Regions from separate parts of the Callithrix jacchus genome. Here region 2 is linked to region 1. A link is a contact called in public Hi-C data. All regions are on one chromosome and are shown on one strand. The core of a region is the stretch at or near the end of the contact, and the rest is flanking DNA. Distances in the headings are between cores, read along the strand shown. Region 1 overlaps RPN2 (ribophorin II). Region 2 has its middle 3.3 kb from the start of BLCAP.

Region 1 (6,313 bases), core at 3,079-5,578:
GCAGTTTTCAGGTCTTCTGCTGCTGTGTAAACTCTGCCGTCAACATCTTGGGCTTTGAAGCCATAGAAAGCTGGACCTGTTTACCTTAATATGTCTTTGCAAAGAATTAGTGTAGGAATGATGCTTGTTTTACTCCAGAATAGATCATTTTTAGTGGGCTCTTGAGAAGTAGAGGTTTTATAGCTCAGACACCAGAGCCAGGCCATTATGGAGCGAGAGAATTCTAGTTCCCCCAGTTAAAAGCTGAGTGACTTTGGGCAAGTTACTTTTTGTCTCTCTAATGCCTCAGTTTTCTAATCTGTAAACTTAAGGTAATAAGAGTGCCTGATGCATGAGATTGTTTGGGGATTAAATGAGAAACAGCGTTTGACACATTTTAAGTACTCAGAAAGAGGTAATGATAGAGGTAGAAGTAACCAGTCATTAGTTTTGGGGTCTCCAGTGTTGTCGTTCCATTGGTAAAGCACCAGATGGCGACAAAGCACGCATTTTCAGCTTCCTCGAATTCCACTGCTAGGACTTCTTGAGTAGATTAATTTGTTCTCTTCAGATCCCTAGTTGATGCAAAGTCAAGTATTTTGTTTCTTTCCTTTCTCCTCTGGCTTCTTTAAAAACTTCTGGTTGAAACTCATTTGTTTTGAGACTGTTATTTAAATTTCACTCGTAAAATTAAAAACAAAATGTTTTTGTTGAAGTAGCACACGGTAAAACGCTGGATGATGCAGAATAGCTATTAGTGAAGGCAGCGTGCCCCTGCCCCACCCTCCACCCTGTCCTGCTCTCCAGTAGCACCCCCTACTTATTTTTTTGGTGGGAGAGATGGAGTCTCACTCTGTTGCCCAGGCTGGAGTGTAGTGATGCAAATCTTGGTTCACTGCAACTTCTGCCTCTTGGGTTCAAGGGATTCTCCTGCTTCAGCCTCCTGAATAGCTGAGACTACAGGTGAGTACTGCAGTGCCCAGCCCCCCCACTTTTTTTTTCTTTGTTTTAAGGCAAGATCTTGCCCTGCCACTCGTGCCTGACTGCAGTGGTGCAATCACAGCTCACTGCAGCCTCAAATGATGCTCTAGCCTCAGCTTCCTAAAGTGTTAGGATTATAGGCATGAGCCACTGCACCCAGCCAGCACCCACTTTTAACTGATATTATGGCCACATCTTTTTGAATAGTTGAATTTGTATTAATTACTTCAACCAAAATATTTGGCATTCTAATGATTTGATACTATTTCTTGGAGTCGAGGAGAGGCGCAGTAGTGGATTTCATGATGTGCTTCCTCTGTGCATGTCACTGTGATGGGCATTTGGCAAAGTCCCCAATCTGGGGCCACTAGTCACTGTGGGAACTACTAAGTTCTAGTAAGTACAGTGTAGTACATGCTTTGGGGGAGCACTAGAGAGGGTGGATACGTGGCCTCTCCTGGGAGGACTATCTGGAAGAGGTAAAGATCTGAGCAGAGTTGAAGATCGGACCTGGTTTGGGAGGCAGGAAGGATAAGGAAAAGGTGCTCCCGGCAGGGTGGGCAGCAGGTCAAGCATGGCAAATGGCGAGAGCGTGGTACAGCTGCAGGAGGCTGGAGGGTAAGATTTTGGTTGGAAGTAGGGCTGTGGTAATGAAGGCAGCATGGAGGAGGGAGGGTTAGTCAAAGGCATTTCTTGCTATGTCAGAAGTTGGATCTTGTCTGAGAAAAATACGGAACCGCTGAAGGGTTTTAAAGGTAAACCAACACGGTTACACTTGTATTTTGCAAAGATCATTCTTGAAGCAGTGTGCAGAATGAACTGCATGGCTTTAGACCACTTAGAAGATGACTGGGCCAGTCTAGGTGAGCAATGGCAAGGGCCTGCCCTGAAGCAGTGACAAACCGGAGGTGGACTGGGCCTGAGAAATGAAAAAGAGGGCGATTGGATAGGAAGGGAATGGAAAAGTTGAGGACGGTTCCCAGGTTTCTGGATGTGCGGTGATACCTGTGCATGAGCTGCGAAGTCCTGGTGAAGAAATAGGTTTTTTTTGTTTTTTAATTTTTAATTTTTTGAGTCAAGAGTTTTGTTCTTGATACCCAGGCTGAGTGCAGTGGCATGATCTCTGCTAACTGCAACCTCTACCTTCTGGGTTCCAGTGATTCTCCTGCCTCAGCCTCCCAAGTAACTGGGATTTACAGGTGTCCACCACCACACCTGGCTAGAACTAGAAGGTTTTAAGCTCATTTTGTTTTTTATTTTTATTGAGACTGGGTCTAGCTCTGTCTCCTAGCTGGAGTGTAGTGGCATGAACATGGTTCACTGCAGCCTCGACTTCCTAAGGTCAAGCAGTTCTCCTACCTCAGCCTCCCAGGTAGCTGGGGCCATGGGCAAATGCCACCATGCTCAGCTAATTTTTGAATTTTTTGTAGAAATGGGTCACCATGTTACCCAGGCTGGTCTTGAACTCTTGAGTTCGAGGAATCCTCCTACCTCAGCCTCCCAGAGGCCTGGGATTACAGGGGTAAGCCACTGCACCCAGCCTTAAGCTCGTTTTAGATTTGTTGAGCCTGACTTGGCCTTGGTGACATCTAAGTGGAGATGCCAGTACAGCTGGAATCAGAGGAGACTTTGCCACTTAGTAGCTTTGTCATCTTCATCAGATTACTTGCCAATTTCAAGCCCCAGTTTCTTTTTCAGGTAAATGGGGGTAATATCTATCAAAGGGTCGTTACGTCATTAAAAGGAAGAGCTTCATAAATACCCAGCACAGGCCATGGCCAGACCAGTGATTTGTGAAGTGGTTTCCTTCTTTCCTTTCTAAGGTTCAGAAGGACTCGAGTGCCTTTAGGCTCATTGCTCTTTGTATGAAGTGAGCAATTTTGGGTAATATAGTGTCCTATAGAAAGTAACTACTTAAAAAACTAAATCCATGTAGCTCATTTTATAAGCCATCTATAATGGCTTAGAATGTAATCTAAAAACGCCTTTGCTTTTCCTGGTTCATGATATGTGTCACCACTTAACACTGACATTTCCTCCCTGTGTAGAAAGCGTGTACCTACATCAAATCTAACCTTGATCCCAGCAATGTGGATTCCCTCTTCTACGCTGCCCAGGCCAGCCAGGCCCTCTCAGGATGTGAGGTGAGTCCAGGTTCCTCCGCTGACAATTACTTTAACTGTAAAGTGCATTTTTTAAATTTTTTGAGACCGAGTCTTGCTCTGTCTCCAGGCTGGAGTGCAGTGGCACAATCTCGGCTCGCTGCAACCTCCGCCTCCTGGGTTCAAGTGATTCTTCCGCCTCAGCCTCCCGAGTAGCTGGGACCACAGGCACATGCCACCACACCCAGCTAATTTTTGTAAAGTGCATTTTTAAAGGGGGAAGGATCATGTCAAAAATCTGTTTTTTAACAATGAGAGTTCATTGTTGTGGATGGGAATTCCATTCCTGTGATTTTTGAAAGTATAGTTTATGTTTCTCTTAAGTTTTTACTTTTCAAGGGTTTTAAATAACCTTTTTGTGCAGTTTTTGCTTTTCTTCTGGGAGGTGTTGACTTTTTCCTTTCCATCTTCCTTTAACATTTAAAAATGTTCAAAGTGTACCCCTATACCAGGTTTCTGGAAGGTCATTTTATTGAACATAGGAGAAACATATAAGTAGAAAGGTAACTTGTCTGCATGTTTTCAAATGCGAGTGTTGTACTGAGGTTTTGCGAACATTGAATCCTGGTGTCTGGGGATTAGAGGGGGATGAGCATGTGTGAGGCTGGTGTGACTTTGGCAGCTGCTCTGCATGCTGTCTTTGCCATGCCTGCCACAATTGCCAAGACCTGTTCTAAAACCCTGTGTCTGCCAATTCTTTCTTAGATTTCTATTTCAAATGAGACCAAAGACCTGCTTCTGGCAGCTGTCAGTGAGGACTCATCTGTTACCCAGATCTACCATGCAGTTGCCGCTCTCAGTGGCTTTGGCCTTCCCTTGGCATCCCAAGAAGCGCTCAGTGCCCTTACTGCTCGCCTTAGCAAGGAGGAGACTGTGCTGGCGTGAGTTGTCATCTTGAGCACTTTGCAGGCTTCATTTGTCTCGGGCTGTATCCTAAGAGGGCCCATTCATTATTTCAGCAAATACTTCCAGTAATTACTTCTGTGTGCCAGGTACTGTGCGAGGCACCGCAAACACGATTGTAGGAAGGCAGGTAAGGTCCCTGTCCTCGTGGAGCTCACATGGACGCAGTCTTCTGCAAGCCTCGCAAAGAGGAGGCGAGTGCTGAGCCAGAGCGTGAGCACACCAACAGCTAGAGATCCAGCTGCCCTCTGAGGTTGGAAGGCTAGAGCAAGGGCAGATAACTGAGAAGGAGCCACATGCATGTCTTGTTGAGGCTTGGCCAGGACAGGATGACATGTTGGCAGTGGAGGCTCTGCCTCCAAAGTGGGAGCTCACAGGATCCCTGGAAGTTGTGAGAGGCAGCATCTGGTGGGAGAGGTGGAGGCTCAGAGGGTGGAGTATACCAGGAATCAGACTCCAGTACTCTGCAAAAGGCTTAGGCGAAGGAGAAGCACCTTTCCTGTTTCTTATAAATGGAAATATTGTAACTGACTTTAGGGTGTTTTTGCTAAGCTCTTAAGTGATAATATATGTAGTTTTAAATTTTTATTTATTTAGAGACAGGATCTCACTCTGTCACCCAGGCTGAAGTACAATGGTATGATCACAACTCAACTGCAGCCTTGAACTCTGTGCTCAGGTGATCCTCCTGCCTCAGCCTCCCAAGTAGCTGGAACTACAGATGCAAACTACCATGCCCAGCTAATTTTTTGTTTTGTTTTGAGACAGTCTTACTCTGTCACTGACGCTAGAGTGCAGTGGCGTAATCTTGGCTCATTGCAACCTCTGCTTCCTGGGTTCAAGCACTTCTCCTGCCTCAGTGTCAGTGGCTGGGATTATAGGCACACACCACCATGCCCAGCTAGTTTTTGTATTTTTAATAGAGACGGGGTTTCACCATGTTGGCCAGCCTGGTCTTGAACTCCTGACCTCAAGTGATCCACCTGCCTCAGCTTCCCAAAGTGATGGGATTACAGGCGTGAGCCACTGTGCCTGGCTGCCTGGCTAATTTTTTTTACTTTTAGTAGAGATGGCGTCTCTATGTTGCCTAGGCTAGTTTAATTTTTTTTTAAACACTTGAACTCCTCATTTAAAGCAGTAATTTTTTTTTAATTTTTTTTACTGTTTTCTTTGTGTAGACCATTTAATTGCAAACCCTGAAAGAGGATGTGGAGTACATTTCTGGAATCCTGTTCATTGTTTAGCCGGAGATTGGTGATACCAATTCCCCCTTTCAAAACAGTGAGGTTGTTTCCCAGTTTTTTTTGTTTGTGTTTTGTTTTTTTGCTAACAACAAGATTTTCTCTAAGCTTAAAGTTTTGTTAAGGGCAGGTCACCGGCAGTTGACATTCCATCTCTGTCATCCTCACACCCTCCTCATATTCACATGGTCGGTCGTCAGTGACCCCGGGGCTAACATTTTGTACACACCTTGCCCAGTGCTTGGCCCTTTTGGGGCTTTGATTCCAGGAGATATTTTGATCTCTGCTCATAATCCCTCTTGGGGAATGCTTCTCCAGTCACCATCATCTCATACCATGATGTCACTGTTAGTGCCTGTGCCTTACTTTGGTGCTGCCTTCTACAAAAAACTTCCCATTTCCCTCCAAGCAAAAAGGGAACTCTCTTTCCTCAAAATCTCAGAACCCCAGGAAGAAGTACAAGGGAAGTACGTCCACTTTGGAGTCAGACAGACTTAGGTTTGAACACCAGCTGTTTCCTTCCTTGCTGTGTGACTTTGGCCAAATTTCTAACTTCTCTGAGCCTCCCCTGTAAAATGAAACCCATAATTCTTACATCAGAGCAACTGACAGGATTCAGTGAGATAATAGATGTGAAGACCCTAGCGCAATGCCTGGTTCTCAGTGGGCATGTAGGAAATGGAGTTCCTTTTCTGGACCATCTGTTTATTAGGTCTCTTTCGTAGAGAGTTTGTTACCTCCTTCATTGTTGTTATTTCTATTAGATCATAAGCTTTTTTTTTTTTCGAGACGGAGTTTCGCTCTTGTTACCCAGGCTAGAATGCAATGGCGCCATCTCGGCTCACCGCAACCTCCGCCTCCTGGGTTCAGGCAATTCTCCTGCCTCAGCCTCCTGAGTAGCTGGGATTACAGGCACACGCCACCATGCCCAGCTAATTTTCTGTATTTTTAGTAGAGACGGGGTTTCACCATGTTGACCAGGATGGTCTCGATCTCTTGACCTCATGATCCACCTGCCTCGGCCTCCCAAAGTGCTGGGATTACAGG
Region 2 (5,861 bases), core at 2,704-5,203, 320 kb after region 1:
GTGGACTGTCCTTGGACTCGGAGAAGACCTTCTCGTGGCTCAAAGTCCATCCCCTCCCTGGCGTTTCAACACACGGCCAGGGCTCAGGAGCGGAAAGGTCCGGGCTCAGAACTTGGGACGGCCTTGGGTCAGGTCCCGGCTCCTCCCCTTGCCCTGTACCTGGCGCGAGCGACTAACTCGCCTGCCCCGACTCGGCTTCCTCCTGTCTGATGAAATACCCACCTCACGGCTGTTATGGGGCTTGAATGAGTCCGTGTAGTCATTTATTAGCTAATTAAGCATATTCCTTAGGCGCTTACTGTACGCAAGCGCAGTGCTAAGGGTGGGTAGAGTGGGTGACCTCGGTCTGTTCCTGACCTCAAGGCGTTACCAGTCTAATGGCAGGTAGGCGGGGAGACAGTGATATAATTATTGTATATTAGTGACTTTAATCAACGCATCATGGGAAGTACTGTGAGAGGAAGTAGAGAGTGTTAGGAGAAATTAATGAAGTCCTAAAGTAGGCAGAGGGTGGAACCTACTTGGGAAGATGGCATTTAGGTTGAGAAACCAAGGGCGATTAGGAGTTGTACAGGGCAAGAGTGAGCGGGGAAATGTTCTAGGCAGAAAGAACATCTTGTTCCAGATGTGGACCTGGGAAGGGGCAGAGTGAGGGTGAGAGGTGAGCACGGAAGAAGACAGGTCGCCTATATACTGAATTTGGCTTTTCTCTTGAGAGTCAAGGGAAGCCATTTTCATCAGGGAAAAGATGTCAAGTTTGGATTTCTAAAAGGCCATGTAGGCCGCTTGGCTTGAAGGGCACTCAGGAGTGGGTGAAGGGAGGCCAGTTAGGAGGTGGTTACAGCTTCCAGACATAAGCTAATGCTGACTCAGGGTAGCGATTTGGGGAGGTGAAAGGAAGTGTGGAAGACTGGATGTGGGTGGATGCGGAGGCATTGGCAATAACACCTCGCTAGGTTTTAGCCTTGAGTAAATGAAAGGGTAAAAGAGACCTTGGTCAAGACAATAAAGCTTGAAAAAGGAAGACTGAGGGGAAAGATCAAGTTTGGCTTTGAGAAGTTAAGGTTGAAATGCCTAGGCAACATGCAGGGCAGAGAGGGTGAGTAGGCAGATGTATGTGACACAGGAGCTCAGAACAGAAGCTGGGGTTGGAGATACCTATTTGGGGGTCATCAACACAAAGGTCATGGTGCTGGGTGAGAACTCAAGGGAAGGAAAGTAGAGAAGAAAGTGGGCAGAAGAGGAGGGTCAATGACAGGAGACTGAGAAGCAGTGGCCAGTGGGGTAGAAAAAGGACCAAGTGAGTGTTGGTCCTAGAGAGGAGGTTTCAAGAAAGGAGTGCTCAGTGGGGCCGATGCTGTGGAGGACAGAAATGGGGCCAGTGGGGTTTGGGAATAAAGAAGGTTGGTGAACTCTGTCTTTTACGTTGCTAGTTTAAAAAAAAAAACTACATCAATTGGCTTAAAAAAAAATAAGTAGCCTGCCACTCAGTGGTTAGGTAGTGTCATCAAGGACCCAGGTTCATTTTATCTTCTGCTCTCCTTGAGCTAGTTTCATGCTCATGGCCACAAGATGGCTATCCAGTTCCTGGGGTCACATCCAAAGCAAAGAGATGTCCATTTCTCCTCTGGCTGAGACTCAAACAGGCCTGAATGTGGCCTCCCACTGTCCTGCTGCTTACAGGCTAAAGGATGAATGCATCCATGGCATCCACACTCAGTATTCAACACTGAATAAAAAGAGGAGTCTTGGAGTGGAAGCCCATGCTTAGAAAAAGAGAGAGCTGGCTTTGCAGATGCTGCCCGGATCCCCATACTATCCTCAGCTGTGGTCAGCCCCACTGTGTTCGACATCGATGTCAACAGTGAGCCTTTGGGCCATGTCTCCTTCGAGCTGTTTGCAGACAAGTTTCCAAAGACAGCAGAAAACTTTCATGCTCTGAGCACTGGAGAAAAAACTTCTGGTTATAAGGGTTCCTGCTTTCACAGAATTATTCCAGAGCTTATGTGTCAGAGTGGAGACTTCACACGCCATAATGGCTCTGGTGGCAAGTCCATCTGTGGGGAGAAATCTGATGATGAGAACTTCATTGTAAAGCATGCAGATCCTGGCATCTTGTCCATGGCAAATGCTGGACCCAACACAAATGGTTCCCAGTTTTTCATCAAGACTGAGTGATTGGGTGACAAGCATGTGGTCTTTGCTAGGTGAAAGAAGGCATGAATACTGTGGAGGCCATGGAGTGCTTTGGGTCCGGGAATGACAGGACCAGCAAGAAGATCACCAGTGCTGACTGTGGACAGCTCCAGTAAGTTTGACTCTGTTTAATCTTAACCACCAGACCATTCCTTCTGTAGCTCAGGGAAGTGCACTCCACCCCATCTGCTGGTAGTATCCTAGAACCTTGTGCTCTCCCTGTACTCCCTGCAGTTCCCTTTGGGTTCCATGTTTTCCTTGCTCCCTTCCATCCCTGGCTCAATTGCAGAGTTAAGTTTATGATTATGAAATAAAAACTAAATAACAAAAGAAAAAGCTGAATGTTGAGAGGTTACGAAGCAACAAATTCTTGCAGATTGCTGGCGGCAGAGGAAATTGGTTCGGCCATTTTGGAAAACTGGCGTATCTACAAAATCTAAGCACACACCTATGCTGGGACCTGGAATTTCCACTCTTAGGTATATACCCAAGAGAAATGAGTGCCTTTGTCTACCTGGAGACTTGTGCAAGAAGGTTCACAGCTCAATTTGGAAATAGTTCAATGTCCATCACTGGCAAATGGATAAACAAATTGTGGCATGTTCATGCAATGGAATACTGCGTTTTACATATAAAAGAACAAACTGATACATGTAACACCACCAGTTAATCTCACATATAGTATGTGGACTAAAAGAAGCCAGATACAAAACAGTAGATACCATATGAATATATGTATATGAAGCTGAACTAATGTATAAGGTTAGAAATCAAAATGGTAGTGACCTGGGTCAGGTCGGGATTAGGGGTGGGAAAGGAGCAAGAGGAGCTTTTCTGGGCTGCCAGAAGGATTGTATCTTCTGGCTGGTGATTACATAAGTGAAAATTCATCGAGTAAAAATTATAAGACTCGGAGACTTTGGGAGGTGAAGGCTGCAATTAGCCAATATCATGCCACTGCTCTTCAGCCTGGGCAATAGAGTGAGACTCTGTCTCGGGGCGCTGGGGAGAAAAAAGACAGGGCTTTATGTACTTTTCATATGTTATACCTCAAGAAAAATAGAAGAAAGGGGCCAGGCATGGTGGCTCATGCCTGTAATCCTAGCACTTTGGGAGGCCAAGGCAGGCGGATCACCTGAGGTTAGGAGTTTGAGACCAGCCTGGCCAACATGGTGAAACCCCATCTCTACTAAAAGTACAAAAATTAGCCAGGCATGGTAGTAGGTGCCTGTTATCCCAGCTACTTGGGAGGTTGAGGCAGGAGAATCACTTGAACCTGTGAGGCAGAGGTTGCAGTGAACCGAGATCACACCACTGCACTCCAGCCTGGGCAGCAGAGCAAGATTCCATCTCAAAAACAAAAACAAGAAAAATAGATGAAAGGAAAGGGTCTTGCCATCATGGAATATGACATGCTGCTAAACAAGGATCAGATCTGTTTTTCGGGGACACCACCTCCAGTAACCTTCAGGCTGAGTGTTAGCATGTACAGGGCCTCATGGCCAACCCTTTCTCCCTGGGGACCCATAAAACTGGGGAAGCTGAGGCAGGGCTTCTCTTGCACATGGAACTCCCTCATGTTCAGCTGGGTCCTTTCCTCTGTGCCCTCAAGACTGCTCTACCTTCCCAGCTCAGTTCCAGGCTGTAGAAACATCACTAACACCAGCTCTGACTTTTGGGGCCTGGAAGGTCATTCTGCCCTAAAATTTTGCTGAGCCAAACTCAGCTTCCTACCAAGGCCTCCTCAACTTGCTCCCACCTACCAGACACCTAGAGTCACCCATGACTCCTGCTCCCTCTTGCTCTATACTCCTCAACTCTTGCCCATTCCTCCTGAATTTCCTTCAGGCCATTCTCTGTCCCCTGAACCCTGCAGCAACCTCCTCACTGGTCTCCCTGCCGCCTGTCTCACCCAGAACCTTCATCTTCCACCCAGAATGAATTTTGTTTTTTCAGACAGAGTCTTACTCTGTTACCCAGGCTGGAGTGCAGTGGTGTGATCTCGGCTCACTGTGACCTCTGCCTCCTGGGTTCAAGTGATCCTCCTGCCTCAACCTCCCAAGTAGCTGGGAGTACAAGTGTACACCACCACACCCAGCTAATTTTTGTATTTTTAGTAGAGATGGGGTTTCACCATATTGACTAGGCTGGTCTCGAACTCGTGACCTCAGATGATCTGGCCTCCCAAAGTGCTGGGATTACAGGCATGAGCCACCGTGCCCAGCCCAGGATGATCTTTCTAAAATGATCTTGTCACTTTTCTTGAGGGGGTGTCCCCTCACCCCTGTCTTTATCTGTCAAGATCTTCCCCAGTCTTCAAAGGCCCAGATCAAATGCCACCCCTTCCATGAAGCCTTTGTATTCATTCATGAAATATTTTTTGGTTACCTAAAATGTGCCTAGCACTGTGCTAGGCATGGAAGATAGAAAAGAGAATAAGAGCCACATGGTGGCTCATACCTGTAATCCCAACACTTTGGGAGGCCAAGGTGGGTGAATCACTTGAACTCAGGAGTTCGAGACCAGCCTGGGTAACATAGTGAAATCTTGTCTTTACAAAAAATAAAAGAATTACCTGGGTGTGCTGGTGCGTGCCTGTGGTCCCATCTACTTGGAGACTGAGGTGAGAGGATTGCTTGAGTCCGGGAAGACGAGGCCACAAGTGAGCTGTGATTGTGCCACTGTACTCTAACCTGGGTGACAGAGTGAGACCCTGTCTAAAAAAAAGAAAAAATAATACAGATGTTGTCTACAAACACTACAGTCTGGAGAGATGGGCAGTATGCAGTGCCAGTGCATGTGCATTTCCTGTCTGTTAACCCCTGTGAAACGTTGAGCTCTTGGAGGGCAGGGCTCATTTTGGGTCTGGCAGGAAGGAAGAGGCATTAACTGTTGAATGAATACGTGAATGATTGAAAGGCCAGACCGAGCTCCTGCCGTTGTCATTTATCCTCCAGACCTCTGAGTCAGCTGGTAATGAGGTCCATGGAATTCAGTTGGGACTGGATGACCAATCTGGGGCTAAATGATAAAGAATCAGGAAATGGTTATGTTATGAATAGAACAATGTTTTGTGAAATCACAATACTTGCTTTCCTATACATCACTCTGTTTAACAGTTATGGTTTTTTTTTTTTTTTTAAATCAACATTATTTCCTTACCAAGACTTATATATTCAGGAAATTCAACTATGTGACATCAAGAGATTTAAAAAGGGATAAAAAACATCATTACCAAAGTGACCAGAGAATGGAATAAGTTTCAGGATGGCGCAGGCTACAGCCAGAATGCCAGGGTCCATTTCCATTTTGCATTTACTGGCTGTATGTCCTTGAGCAAGTTAATAAAATCTCTCTATGCCTCAATTTCTCCATCTGTGAAATGGGACACATTTGGCTCTACCTCATGTAATCATTTGTGGAGATTCAATGAATTTTTATTATAAAATACTTAGAATAGCACTGGTTGGCCGGGCACAGGGGCTCATGCCTGTAATCCCAGCACTTTGGGAGGCCAAGGTAGGCGGATCATCTAAGATCACGAGTTCAAGAGGACCCCGGCCAACGTGGTGAAACCCCACCTCTACAAAAAGTGGGAAAATTAGCCAGGTGTGGTGGTGCATGCCTATAATCCCAGCTATTAGGGAGACTGAGGCAGGAGAATC

Evidence for each region. A called contact is a pair of places that touch in the nucleus more often than the background predicts.
Region 2: a contact with region 1 is called in a Hi-C map of skeletal muscle, with 6 times the contacts expected there. The contact joins two enhancer-like sites. A contact is called at or near these places in 2 of 3 Hi-C or Micro-C datasets (both in skeletal muscle).

Annotation. Positions count from the first base shown.
Region 1 is chr5:32,640,978-32,647,290 of calJac240_pri, forward strand. RPN2 (ribophorin II) reads left to right here. Exons shown (of 16, transcript XM_054255325.2): 3 at 3,009-3,104; 4 at 3,828-4,003. Among named protein-coding and RNA genes, the nearest start is that of RPN2, 19 kb to the left of the region's middle. Within about 2 kb of position 4,329, at least 2 of the 16 cell types and tissues checked have an H3K27ac peak or open chromatin away from gene starts, as enhancers often do. A contact at or near this core is called in skeletal muscle, where this site is marked.
Region 2 is chr5:32,966,053-32,971,913 of calJac240_pri, forward strand. It overlaps the pseudogene LOC144582799. Among named protein-coding and RNA genes, the nearest start is that of BLCAP, 3.3 kb to the left of the region's middle. Within about 2 kb of position 3,954, at least 2 of the 16 cell types and tissues checked have an H3K27ac peak or open chromatin away from gene starts, as enhancers often do. A contact at or near this core is called in skeletal muscle, where this site is marked.